Regions from separate parts of the Sus scrofa genome. Here region 2 is linked to region 1. A link is a contact called in public Hi-C data. All regions are on one chromosome and are shown on one strand. Each heading gives the region's core, a stretch centred on a gene start, on an enhancer-like site or on the middle of the called end of the contact. The rest is flanking DNA. Distances are from core to core; before and after follow the strand shown. Region 1 holds the start of UBXN6 (UBX domain-containing protein 6). Region 2 holds the start of CHAF1A (chromatin assembly factor 1 subunit A).

Evidence for each region. A called contact is a pair of places that touch in the nucleus more often than the background predicts.
Region 2: a Hi-C map of liver shows a contact between it and region 1, with 1.7 times the contacts expected there. The contact joins the promoter of CHAF1A here to the promoter of UBXN6 in region 1. A contact is called at or near these places in 1 of 5 promoter capture datasets (liver), 4 of 47 Hi-C or Micro-C datasets (heart right ventricle, liver and skeletal muscle) and 1 of 2 datasets of contacts at active chromatin or transcription factors (alveolar macrophages).

Annotation. Positions count from the first base shown.
Region 1 is chr2:74,353,847-74,360,666 of Sscrofa11.1, reverse strand. UBXN6 (UBX domain-containing protein 6) reads right to left here and starts at 3,145. Exons shown (of 11, transcript XM_003123069.4): 1 at 3,025-3,145. It overlaps HDGFL2 (hepatoma-derived growth factor-related protein 2), which reads left to right and starts at 3,630. Exons shown (of 16, transcript XM_005661325.3): 1 at 3,630-3,800; 2 at 6,171-6,247; 3 at 6,341-6,479. The coding sequence starts at 3,729.
Region 2 is chr2:74,409,066-74,415,885 of Sscrofa11.1, reverse strand. CHAF1A (chromatin assembly factor 1 subunit A) reads left to right here and starts at 4,011. Exons shown (of 15, transcript XM_003123068.4): 1 at 4,011-4,278. The coding sequence starts at 4,227. It overlaps SH3GL1 (endophilin-A2), which reads right to left and starts at 1,433. Exons shown (of 10, transcript XM_003123066.4): 1 at 1,196-1,433. The coding sequence starts at 1,240. LOC106509455 (a long non-coding RNA gene) reads right to left here and starts at 1,188. Exons shown (of 2, transcript XR_001307018.2): 1 at 1-1,188.

The sequences.
Region 1 (6,820 bases), core at 1,896-4,395:
CAAACCCGCAACCTCATGGTTACTAGTCTGATTCTTTTCTGCTGCACCACAACGGGAACTCCTGGTAGGGGATGTTTCATGCAGTTCTAGGTGGAGAATGAGATAGCAACTTCCCTAGTTTGTTACCTACTCTGGTCAAGTAGTAGGTCCTATCACAAGGAGGGGACAGGAAGCAATGTCATCTCCCTAGGTAATGACTAATGGCTCAACTATTGGCTTCACTGGCCTCTGATTTGGTGGGAATGTGTGGATCCTCTCCTCTTCCTGCCCAGCCTGCCACTTTGGGGACCCTCCTGTCCCACTTGGTGAATTCTGTCCTCTGGCTTCCAAAAGAACTTGATCTTTGTTCAGCTGCTCAACATGGAGCAGCCAGGTTTTCTGCACTGGTTCAGGTCTGGGGGAAAAGAAGTTTGTGCTGAATCAGGAGGGCCCTGGAGATGGGGACCTGCAGAAATGGTTGTTGTTTTTTTTTTTTTTCCCTGTGCCTACAGAATGGGGAGATTCCTGGGGCAGGGATGGAACCTGCACCTCAGCAGTGACCCAACCCATTGCAATGACAATGATGGATCCTTAGCCTGATGTGCCAAAAGAGAATTCCTAGAAGTGGCATTCTTGCCCTCAGACTGACTGAACGTATGACCTCAGGCAAGCAGGTCCCTCTTTGGGCCTCAGGGTCCCCATTTGTACTCTGGCCTAGTCTAGACTCCTCTGCACCAACTTCCTTGATTATGGTGCAACTTCTACCCCAATGTGAGGGAGACCAGTTATTAGTAAAGAAAAATACGGGGAGTTCTCACTGTGGCGTAATGGGATCAGTGGCATCTTGGGAGCACTGGGACAAAAGTTCCATCCCCAGGTTGTCAGAGTGGGTTAAAGTGGCTTGGGTCCTGACTGTGGCTTGGATCTGATCTCTGGCTGGGGAACTCCATATGTCTCTGGGTAGCCAAAAAAAAAAAAAAAAACCCAAAAATGGAATGCCCAGTTAGATCCAAATTTTAGATCCAAATACTTTACTGTTTATATATATGACTTATTGTTTAATTTACTGTTTGTATATATAATTAAAATTGACAATCTTAATTTTTTTTTCCATTTTGGGGCCACACCCTCAGCATATATGGGGGTTCCCAGGCTAGGGGTCCAATCAGGGCAATGGCTGCTGCCCTACGCGACAGCCATAGCAATACTGGATTGTTAACTCACTGAGCGAGGCCAGGGATCGAACCCGCACCTCATAGTTCCTAGTCGGATTTATTTCCGCTGCACCATGACGGGAACTCTGGTTCTATAAGTTTTGTTTTTTTGTTTTTGTTTTTTGTCTTTTTTGTTGTTGTTGTTGTTGTTGTTGTTGCTATTTCTTGGGCCGCTCCCATGGCATATGGAGGTTCCCAGGCTAGGGGTCCAATTGGAGCTGTAGCCACCGGCCTACGCCAGAGCCACAGCAACATGGGATCCGAGCCGCGTCTGCAACCTACACCACAGCTCACGGCAACGCCGGATCGTTAACCCACTGAGCAAAGGGCAGGGACCGAACCCGTAACCTCATGGTTCCTAGTCGGATTCGTTAACCACTGCACCATGACGGGAACTCCCCTGGTTCTATAAGTTTTGATATCGATGTTTGCTTTTATTTCTCTTGGATAGACACCTGGTTGGAATTACTGGCTCATATGGTAAGTGTCGGTTTAACTTTGGAAAAAAGAAAGAAAACTCGTCTTTTTGAGATAGATTTCACATGCTTAGGGATGTTTCTTGAAACTAAAGTATTATATCTGTACCCTGGGATCAAATCCCTCCATTTTTTTCATAAAGTTTTTTTGTTTGTTTGTTTGTTTGTTTTTTGTCTTGAGGGCTGCAACCAAGGCATATGAAGCTCCCAGGCTAGGGGTAGAATCGGAGCTATAGCTGCCAGCCTACGTCAGAGCCATAGCAACACCAGATCCAAGTCGCGTCTGAGACCTACACCACAGCTCATGGCAACGCTGGATCCTTAACCCACTGAGCGAGGCCAGGGATCAAACCCACAACCTCAAGGTTCCTAGTCGGGTTGGTTTCTGCTGCGCCTCCAAGGGAACAAATAAAGTTAAAATAAAACCCAAACAGGCCATCGATATTCACAAGGCATACAATAGGATCCTTCTGCCCCAAATGCCCTTCCAGCACCCACTGGTCTAATCATCTTTGACCTCTGGTTAAACTATTTCTTCAGGAGTTCTCGTCGTGGCGCAGTGGTTAACGAATCCGACTAGGAACCATGAGGTTGCAGGTTCGGTCCCTGCCCTTGCTCAGTGGGTTAACGATCCGGCGTTGCCGTGAGCTGTGGTGTAGGTTGCAGATGCGGCTCGGATCCCGCGTTGCTGTGGCTCTAGCGTAGGCCAGTGGCTACAGCTCCGATTGGACCCCTAGCCTGGGAACCTCCATATGCCGCAGGAACGGCCCAAGAAATAGCAAAAAGACAAAAAAACAAAACAAAAAAAACCTATTTCTTCAGAGAAAAACCTATTGGTTCCCCAGGATAGGGAAAGTTTCCGCCATTACTCAGCTCTTTCTCAAGAACTCTATTTTACTTTTGAGTTATTTAGAAAGAAATGAACATTTCCTTGCCCTGCTAGACACTGAATTCTCAAAAGCAGGGTTAATAGCACTTAGTGCTTCAAGTACTTCCTACTGCCAGGCACAGTTTCCGGAGCCTTAGGGGTGGTGATGTCATTTAATCTTCACATAGGATCCCTACCATTATGAATCCCATTTTACAGATGGGGATACTGAAGCAGAGATTATAGTAATTTACAGTAACTTATCCATGGCAGTGCTCAATACATTTTTCTCCACTGAATTACTATGTATATTGCATATTTTGTGGCTCTGGCACATGGCGCTCAATAAACTTGTCCTGAGTGAAGAAATAAGTGTTTCGTGCCCTTTTTTTTGGCTATTTTTCCTCAGAACCCCCCATACCTCCCGCCTCTACCCAAGCCCCACCCTCTCAAGCCTGCAACGGCGCGTCCCTATTTTGAGTTGAACCTTGTCTCACGATATCCAATGGTGGACAGGTGCTTCAGCTCCTCCTCCTGTGATAGCCAATGCCCACTCTCTACCTTGAGCCGCTTCTCTCGTGGTATCCAATGGCCTGCAGATCTATATTAAGCCCCTCCTCAGGGTACCGGGAGGCTACCAATGACCCTCCCTTTACATTGATTGGGCCTTCTTTCCTATGATATCCAATAGCATGCTGGCTACTTAAGGCTCCTCCTCCTATGGCCGTCTAATGCCCTCCCCGCTACCCTATACCCCGCCCTAAACGACTCTGGCTGCCCGCTTCTTCACTTGCTGTCCGCCTGTTTCCCTCCTCCCACCTTTCCTCTTTCACCTCCCATAACCTCCGTCCCCTCCCATTAGGCCTCCACGTCACGCCCCCTTGCCTGTATCCGTTATCCAATCCCGTTAACTTGCTCTGCTCCAACCCCTCTTCTTATTGGTCCCCATGCTCCTCTATCCCCGCACGTGGTCCTGAGCGACGGCGTCGCCCACCCCTGATGGTCGGAGGGCGGGACTTCCGGCGGCAGACAAGCCAATAAACACGCTCCGACTCGCTAACCAGGCCGCCGCCCCCGCCCCTTCGGCGCCCTGCTCCCGCCCCCAGCTTCGCCTCCCGCTGCCGCCGCCTCCGCCGCAGCCGCTGTCGCCGCCGCTGCCGCTTCCCGCGGCCTGGGCCTCTCGCCGCCAGCATGCCGCACGCCTTCAAGCCCGGGGACTTGGTGTTCGCCAAGATGAAGGGCTACCCTCACTGGCCCGCCCGGGTGAGGCCGCGCGGGAGATTGGCCAGGCGACAGGGGGGTGGGGGGTGGGGCAGTAAGGGGCCCCAGGCCTGAGGGACCCGCGCGCCGGGGGTCTGGGAGTACCCCTCCTTGAGGAACCCGCTTGCCAGGAGTTTGGAGGCACCCAGGCCTGGGGTACTCGCGTGCCTGCAGGTTGGGGGTCCCTAGCCTGAGGGATTCTCCCGCGTGAGGTATGGGGGAACTTGGGCCTGGATGTCTGAGGGTCCCATGCCTGAGGGACGCACCTGCCGGGAGTTTTATGGGGACCTGGGCTTGAGGGGCCCGGGCGCCGGGGCTGTCGAGGGCGCTGAGATTAGGGGACCCTCTGGGGGCTCCCAGAGCCGAGGTATATGGGTTGAGGGACTTGGGGTCTCAGGGCTCAGGGTTTAAGTTTGAAGGAGGTCGGTAGCTATGACTGGAGCTGAAGAACCTTGGATTTGAGGAGAAGGCTCAAACTGATGAGAAGGAGGTGCTCTGGACCTCTTTGGGGGGGCAACAAGAAGCCAAATTCTGAGGGCCTGGGGGTCGAGGTGGGCCTAGGGTAAGGGTTCCAGTAATGGAGAAAAGTAGAAGTTCGAGGTTGAGAGATGCTCAGGAGGGTCAGGGCCGGAAATAGGGCTGGGGGCTATATTCACAAGGTCGCTGGAGCTAAGAGGACTCTGTCTGAAAATGTGGGACATCAGAGACCAGAGGTTGGAATAAGACTTGTTTGGGGGTGTCCTGGAGACTAGGTGTCTTGTGAGGAGGCTGGCCCTGGTGGAGGAAGCTGGTTGGGTCACAGGGTGGAGGGAGGGCTTGGGGGGAGTGATGCTTGAATCAGAGACAAGCCACTGGGACTTCAGCTGGAAAGAGAAGAGTATCTGAGGGAGGGGACTGGGCCAAGGGGACTTTGGAAATCCCCTTTGAGGAAGCTGGCATCCAGAGGACTCACATGAGGGGTCCAGGTCTGAAGGACATCTTGAGAAGGAGTCTCATCTGCAGAGGGGAGTCTCATCTCCAGGCGGTGTCTCTGGGGCAGCCCAGTGTGGAGGAGGGGCCAAGAGGTGGTTGTCATCTCCAGGTCCCAGGCAACCCAGGACTGAGGTTGGTGGAATATACATGGTAGGACTGAAGGAGTTTGGGGGGTGGGAACCCCAGGCTGCAGTAGAGCATGAGGGACAGTAGAAGGACGAAGCTGAAAATTTGATTAGAACAGAAGAACAGTAATTGCCTGGGCCATACTATGGGGTGGCTGGAGAGTTCAGTCTCACTCCCTGCCAGACCCTCCCTCCCTCTGGGTGGAAGTAAGCAGAAGGGCACCGCTCAGAGCTGGGTGTTTGTTTGAAGAGAGGCCGCCGCAGGATTCCAGGAGTGGGCCTGGGGACTGCTAACCAGGCAGCCCTGAGAACAGTCCACATCTGGTGCCGCCACTAGGATATCTGGGCCTCAGGCTCAGAGGCGGGTCCTGGGTGAGGTCTGAGCAGAACCAGGTCTGGAAGACATGGCAGGCTGGTCCTCAGGGTGATGGAGTTTGGGGATGCTTCTGTGCAGGAGTGGGATGCTTGGGATGGATGTCTGCAGCCCAGAGCCCAAGGACTTTGAAAAGTAGCCCAGAGAACTGAGGAAGGAAGCTGGGGGGGGGGGGAAGGCAAGATTCCAGCAGCCCCCAGGCTTTACAGAGCATGGGAAGGAAGTAATGGGGACCAGAGAACCCACTCTAACTTGATTTGCTTGGGCTTACTTTCTTGGGGGCACCGGAGTGATAAAACTTTATGGGCACTTCCCTTCCTCCCAGAGTACCAGCTTCTCCCTCTCCGTCCCCCCTCCTCCTGCCGGCTCTCTAAGCCCAGAACACTTCCAAGCACCTGATTGGAAGTGAAGGGGCTGCTAGCCTCCTGTAGGGGGGTGATTGACAGCTGCCGGAGCCCATGGGCCTATAGGGAGAGGGTGGGACTTCCTGGATGCTCTGGGCCTGTCTCCTGCAGCCCACCCCCCACCCTCTGCATCCTTGGAGCTGCCAGCTGCTGCCTCTGGGAGAGCGATCCCCTCACTGATGGCCTCTTTGCGGGTGGGGGTCCCGTGGGAGTGTCCTAGGAGTTCGTAGAAGCTGGGCTTGGCCCCACCCCCTGGCTGCTTAGAGGACCGTATTTGGCTTTCCCCAGGTGAAACTCCTAACCTGAGGGTGGAGAGAGCCCCCTGGGGGGAGGGGACAGGTATGCAATTAGGGGTTCCACGGAAGAATGCAGATGCCTAATTGGAAGGTGCTGCGTCTTCTTCCTTTGAAGGCTGCCCTCCTCCCAGCATGCTTTCTTGATTTCCTGGGTCAGTGGGTGAAGCTGCCCCCAGCCACCCCTGACTGACCTCTCACTGCAGATCGATGACATCGCCGACGGTGCTGTGAAGCCCCCACCCAACAAGTACCCCATCTTCTTTTTTGGTACACACGAAACGTAAGTGTCCCCCACTGGGGCTGGATTTTCCCTCCTGGTGCCTCTGGAGGTGGCCTGGCTCACCTGGGCCCGGCCCATGATTCCTTTCTCCAGAGCCTTCTTGGGACCCAAGGACCTGTTTCCCTACGACAAGTGTAAAGATAAGTACGGGAAACCCAACAAGAGGAAAGGCTTCAATGAGGGCCTCTGGGAGATCCAGAACAATCCGCATGCCAGCTACAGTGCTCCTCCGGTGAGTCTGTGCAAGGGGAGTGTGGTCATGCAGGGTCTGCAGAGCCCAGGGCAGGTGAGCACATTGGGGACCAGAAGTGGTCTTAATTTGCCTCATAGAAAGAGATGAGGCCTCTGGAAAAGGCTCCTCCCGCTCAGCAATGCTGACTTTTGAGGCTTCATCATTCTCTATAGGGGGCCAACCTGAGCACAGCAGGGTGTTGAGCAGCATCCCTGGCCCCACCCACTCCTTTCCAAGAGCTCCTTCACCCACTTGTGACAGCCGAACATGTCTGGAGACTTTGCCAAGTGCCCTGTGGCTCAGTGGAGGGGTATAGAATCACCCCTGGTGAGACTCACTGC
Region 2 (6,820 bases), core at 2,762-5,261, 54 kb before region 1:
TGCCCAATTTTCTGAGGAGTGGAACCACTCAGCTTTCACCAGACTCCTGAGCAGCGGGGCCTGGACTCTCCAAAACACCTATTCTGTCTGTTACAACATAAAATGCTTACATTCTTGGACTCAGCATTCCACTTCTGGTAACCTACCCAACAAATCTAATCCCACCTGTGGGCAGAGACAGACCCTGGCTATTTACTACAGTATTGGTTGCAGCAGAAAACCCCTGGAAACAACATCCATTGATTAACAACTAGTTAAGTTATGACAGACATCATGGAATGGAATACCACATACTCATCAAAAATCTAAGAGGCTCTAGAGGTAGGCTCTAGTGCTGTAGTTCTGGGGGAGGGGAAGGGAGGAGGTTCCCCTAAGGACTTTCGGTAGCATCTGGAGACATCTGCGGTTGTCACAACTGGGGGATGCTCCTGGTATCGAGTGGGTCGGGGCCAGGGATGCTACTGAACTCCCCAGACTGCCCAGGACTGCCACCACAACAGAGGATGATCTGAAGTGGAGAATTCTGTTTCTTGTGTGATCCCCAAAACACATTTAATTAAAAAACACCAAGAACATGGGTCTATGTAGACTATGTTACCACTGCTTGTGTATTTTTAAAGGAAAGGAGTACATTTATACACTTATCTTTTGTTATTGGTGACAGTCCCTGTCTCAGTGGAGAGGGGCTGGATGCCTGAGAGACTGAAGTGGGAGACCAACTTTTCAGTCTACCATTTCAACTTTGCAACGGGCCAACTGAAAAGGTTTTTTGTTTTTTAAAGACTCTAAACACAAAATTTCCCTGCCCTTGGGCTCTCTGGCAAGAGTCCTGTGTCGACAGCCTCGGGACTGCTTCCCCTTCTATCCCTTCCCCCTCCCTGCCCTTTCAGAGGGGAGGACAGGAGGAGAGGGGTCCTCGTCCGGAGCCAACCTCTGGGAGCACTTCTGCTCCTCTTAAAGGTCTGCCCACTCTTCTCATGGAGACTGGAGTCCACATGGCGGGCAGGGCCTGGGCCACCTCGCACAAGACCTCATTCCTTCTGGGCTGTCCCCATCCTGCCGGGGGACACGTGCCAACGCCGCCCCTTCGGTGCCCCCAGTCTTCTCCCGAGCCAAGACCAAGCCTGGCCTGGTCTGGCCCAGCTCCGAACAGCGTGGGGCCCGAAGTTCACCCCCTGCCTCGGCCTCTGCTCACCTGGCTCGCCTTGTAGAACTGCTTCTTCAGCCCGGCTACCGACATGCTGCCTCCTGACGTCGGGCCTCCAGCCCGGACCCAGCGAACCGGAGGGATCGCGCAAGCGACAGGCTCCCGGGCGCCGCCAACCCCCCGCGCGCCTCAGCGGGCCCCTACGGCACCGCCTCCGCCGTCCCCTCGCCAGCTCCGCGCCCGCCCCGGCACCGCCTCAGCCCTTTGCGCGCTCGCGCGGCCAGGATATTACATGGCAACCGCACACTTCCGGTGCCGGCCTCCGCGCGCGCGCCCGCGCTGCCCCGGCCCCATATGCGCACGCGCGCCCCCTGCCGGCCGGGTGGCGCAAGCGCGCTCCTACTACCGCAGAGGCCTCCTCGGTCAGTGAGTGGGCCCAGGCAAGCCTACAGGAGGAGCCTTAGCGACTGCAGCGTCCCCTGGACTCCCGGAGGTGGGCCTGACTTCTTAAGAAAGGCGGTTAGACCTTTCTGCAGAGAGGGAGGTCAAGGGACAAGTAGAACTCCAGAAGCTAAGTTTACAGAACTTTGGATGCCTGTTCACTAATCTCAGCTATAGCCAGTTCTTCTGTGCGTCTAGTACCTTCCACCATCATCGCGTCCTGCCCAGTGTTCATCTATTCAGTTGCCCAAGTCAGACATCAGGGTATCTCTTGTACCTCCTTTCCACTATCCCACCCCCAACTCTCTTCTCTGCCCTGATCAGACCATTCCACCAGCCTCCTCTCTGATGTGCCCACCTTCAGGTTCTTGCCTCCAATTCATTGCCTACAAGGCAACCAGAAAGATGCTTCTATGACACAATTCAGATCACATCAGCCCTCTGTTTAAAGTCCACCTACTGGCCTTAGAATACACTACCAATTTCCTAGGATGGCCTACAAAGCTTGCATAATTTGGCCCCCATCATCTTTTCTGGGTTTTTGTTTTTGTTTTGTTTTGTTTTTTAGGGCCACGCCTGTGGCATATGGAGGTTCCCAGGCTAGGGGTCTAATCGGAGCTGTAGCTGTGGACCTATGCCACAGCCCATGGCAAAGCCGGATCCTTAACCCACCAAGCCAGGCCAGGGATTGAACCTGCAACCTCACGGTTCCTAGTCGGATTCATTTCTGCTGTGCCATGATGGGAACTCCCCCATCACCTTTTCTGATTTCAGCTGTCTTCATCTATAATCCATGTGTTTTGCTAACATTGTTCCTCTCTTGCATATTCTTCCCCAATCTTTTCCCTTTTCCTTGTGCCTAAGAGGACTCTTTGCAATGGCACCTCCTCCAGGAAGCCTTCTCAGATTGATAAATGTTTACTGATATTGACTTTTTTAACCAACTGTTATTTTATTGAATGAAGTGGAAATTAATAGTGAATTGAAGTGAATAAATGAATCCAAAAAGAAGAATAATAAAATGACCAGAGCTAAAGTGCTTGCAATTTCATTTCCAAAATCTCTGACAGAGTTGAGTGCTTTTGTAAAGCAGAGGATTGCTAGAAGTTTCCAAGTGCCTCAATGGTAGGTCCTGGGCTAGATTAGAGGATTGCTTCGCAATAGGCAGGCTCCAACCTCTTTCCCCAAGATCCTGATGAGGCTATTATTAATAGTTTGAAATTTTTTCCATGTGATTCTGATGGGCATCCTGAAGGGTGATGCACTAGTCTCAATCATTTCAGATGTCAGAATGTTAGAGAAGGAAGGGAAAACATCCTAATGGTTCAGAGGGAGAAACTGAGGTCTTGAGTAAGACACGACTTACTTGCCTAAAGCGATGTCCTCGAATTTCCTATTTTTCCACATGATTTACAACAATCATACTGATTTAATTATCCAATTTACAGGATAAATAGAATTCCAAAATTGGGCTAAATTTTACTATTCTCACTTCTGCTCTGCTTGAGCGATAAATAGATGCTGAAGAAAACCTGTTCTAAGGCTCACAGACTGATTCTGAAGGTCTCTGTTCTGTGAGAGGCTTTTAATTTATCCGGTCACAGTTTAATCAAATGGTATTTAATGTATTCACTCATATATATATATTGGGTACCTACTACTGCGTAAGTCATCAATAGGTCCTGAGGATACCATGATAAATGATTTTTGCCTTCATGGAGCTAATGATAAAAACAGGAATTAATTCATTAACCAATAACACGCTAATAAATAAACACAAGGTGTAATTATTCCAAGAAAAATGACTGTGTTGTAGGAACTTCATGTTGTTGGGGTAGGGGAGAAAAGGCTTCTCTGGGGTTTTGATCTAAGATCTGAAAGTTAGGTAAAAATCAACCAGGAAAAGAGCTGAGGAAAGAGTGTTCCAGGCGAAGAAACAGCCTATGCAAAACCCTGAGGGATTAAACCAGAAACATTCATTTCATTCGTTCCCTCTGAATATATTCACTGCATCTCAAATGCTTCTGAAGCGATGCCTAGAGTTTATTTATTCTATTTTTATTATTCGTATTAAAAGAGTTCATAATTTTAATTTCTGTTGCTATGTGTGCAGCCTATATCCAATTACGACTTAAAAAAACTTCAGTCTTCAGCTAAATCGCAGTTTCAGGCTGTCTCTGGTGCCCTGTGTAAAGCGTTTTGTCACGACGTAGGAACCTGGCCCTTCCTCCTCCCACTCCCCACCCACATACCCCAGCAATCAACCAATAACAGTGTCGATTCTCAGATTGATATCACCCTCCCCCAATCACAGGGCACATGTTCACCGCCAATGACAGGCTGCCGAGGGGGACACCCCGCCCTCAGCGGGAATATCAATAGGGGAGCCCTGGGAGTAATGGAAGCCTCGGCTCTCGCGAGGATTCTCCCGGAGCACCCCTCTTCCCGAGGAAGCGCGTCACGTGATGCGGCCTCACCCAATCGGCGCATCGGCCGCGGGGGTCGCCGCGGTTCCCGCCAAATACGAGCGCGGCGGCCGCGGTAGCAGCGGCGCGGGCGGGAGGGCGAGCAGCAGCGGCCGCCTCAGCGGAGCCCGCGCCTCCTCCGCCTGAGGGGAGTTCGAGACGCTGCCGGGACAATGCTGGAGGAGCCGGAGTGCGGGGCGCCAGGCGCCCGGGGAGCCGCTGCAGGTCGGTTCCGGCACGCGCGGAGGGGAAGGGGGGGCGCGGCGTGCGGCCTGTGAGGGCCGAGGCGGCAGTTGGGGGCGGACGGGCCTCCAGTCCCGGGCCCTCTCCTCGGCTCCTCGCGTTCGGTCCGTGGAGCTTACAGTCCCAAGGAAGGGCCTTGGGACTCAAAGGGCGCTCTTCTTGACGTTATTGTAGCCGCGACCATTTTCTCCCGGCGCTTTTGCCGTCAGTTCGCCCTTCCAGGGCGCTCTGCGGTGACGGGTGTGTGTGGCCAGGAGGGGAAACGGAGGCCCAGAGAGGCGAAAAAGCCGGCTTTGGAAGTTACCGAGTGCGTTTGTGTCCCTTGATAAGTTGGACGCTGCAGCGGCCCCAAAACTGGGTGGAGAAACGGAGGTCCAGGGTCACAAGGGCTCGGGGACCAGAACAGTTGCGTCTGCGGGTCAGGGCAAGCCCAGGTAAGAGGCCCGGATGATAAGGGTCCCGGGTTCTTGATGCTGCCGACCTGTCTTTCTCCTTACTCTGTCTTGGGAGGGGGCTTTCTGGCAGGCCCTCAAGATGGGGGGTGGTGAACCACGGAAGACCAGACGACTTGACTCCTTTTACCCCCAGCACTTGGCAAAATGCTTGGCATGTAGTAGCTGCTCAATAAATGTGGGTTGTTTGAATGAAGGGTTGGCAGGGACCTCAACTAGACTAGTCCAGGGTTTCTCAATCTCAGCACTATTGACATTTGGGGCCGTCCTGTGCATTGTAGGGTGTCTAGCAGCATCCCTGGTCTCCACCCATTAGATCTCAGTAGCAACACTTCCTTCCTAGTTGTGACAATAATGTATCCTAGGCACTGTCAAGGGGCCCCCTAATTGAGAACCACTGTGCTAATTGTTTCCAGACTTTGGGATTTTAAATAGACATAGAATTTATGAAATAAAGTTGGGACCGATTGTCATGGACAGTCATTTGACCGAGTAAGGGTCAATTAAATGGTTAATTAGAAAATTTTAAAAGCACCATCTGTTATGATCATAATACCATAAAAGAGAAAGATGTCTTAATGCTAAATAAAACTAGAAAGAAAATAATTTCAATAAAGAGCAGTGGTAAGTTTATATACACAAATGTGTTAATTGTTATGTATATGTTTGAACAAGCCGCGTCCCTAGATGAGATCCATTTTACATCGACCTGAGGTTGCTTCTGGGCCCAGGTCACTTTTGCTGCACTTGCATTAAAGCTGGTGACTCAGGGACATGCCAATAAATCCTGCAGTTAAACTAAAAATAAATTTAAATTTAAGTGGCTAAGTTAATGTATCCTTTAGCTAGCAGTGGGAAGGTTTTGTTTGTTTGTTTGTTTTTGGTAACTGAAAACTTGAGAATGATATCTTGAAATGGGTGGAGAGGATATGTGAGTCTTCTGGGTACCTTTCTTATATTCCAAGCTTGGAAAGGGGATAGGGCAGCTTCATCTAACGGACAGTTGAGTTTTTAGAAAGCCCCAATCTGCTTTTTAAAAGTACTCATATACATATATATATATATATATATATATATATATATATATATATACACACATACACACACACACACACACACACACATACACACACACTACACATATATATTTTAACTTATATTGGCCAGAATAACTAAATTAGACTTTTCTAAGCCAAATCTAGCAGTTGTCAGCTTCTAAATTTATTCTAGCCATTTCAAGATACCTATCCAAAGATTTGTCTCTATTATGTGCATTTCCCCATCAGCTTTGATATTGTTAGATACTTTTTTTCCGAAGTGTGTGTGTGCAGGAAAACATTCCCCTTGTCATTTCCTTTTTTTTTCCTTCTCTTTACGGCCGCACCTGCCACACATGGAAGTTCCTGGGCCAGGGGTTGAATTGGCGATGCGGCTGGGACCTACACCATGAGCACGGAAACATGGATCCAAGCCGCATCTGGCTCTGTAACCCCCTGAGCGAGACCCAGGGATCAAACTTGCATCCTCACAGAGACAACATGGGTCCTTAACCCACACCTGTGGCATAGAGAAGTTCCCAGCTGCTGGCCTACACCACAGCCACAGCAATGCAGGATCTGAGCCATGTCTGCAACACGACCTACACCACAGCTCACGGCAACGTTTGTTCCTTAACCCACTGAGTGAGGCCAGGGATCCTACTGCATCCTCATGAATACTAATTGTGTTTGTTACCTCTAAGCCACAACGGGAACTCCTCCTTGTCATTTCTTGACAGTACTTTAGCTCCAGTCTGGCAAGCTCTGGAAATGCTTTAGTTATATTACCTTTATAACTGTTTTATTTTTATTTTTTATTTTTTTTTTTTTTTTTGTCTTTTTGCTATTTCTTTGGGCCGCTTCCGCGGCATATGGAGGTTCCCAGGCTAGGGGTCGAATCGGAGGTGTAGCCACCGGCCTACGCCAGAGCCACAGCAACGCAGGATCCGAGCCGCGTCTGCGACCTACACCACAGCTCACGGCAACGCCGGATCGTTAACCCACTGAGCAAGGGCAGGGACCGAACCCGCGACC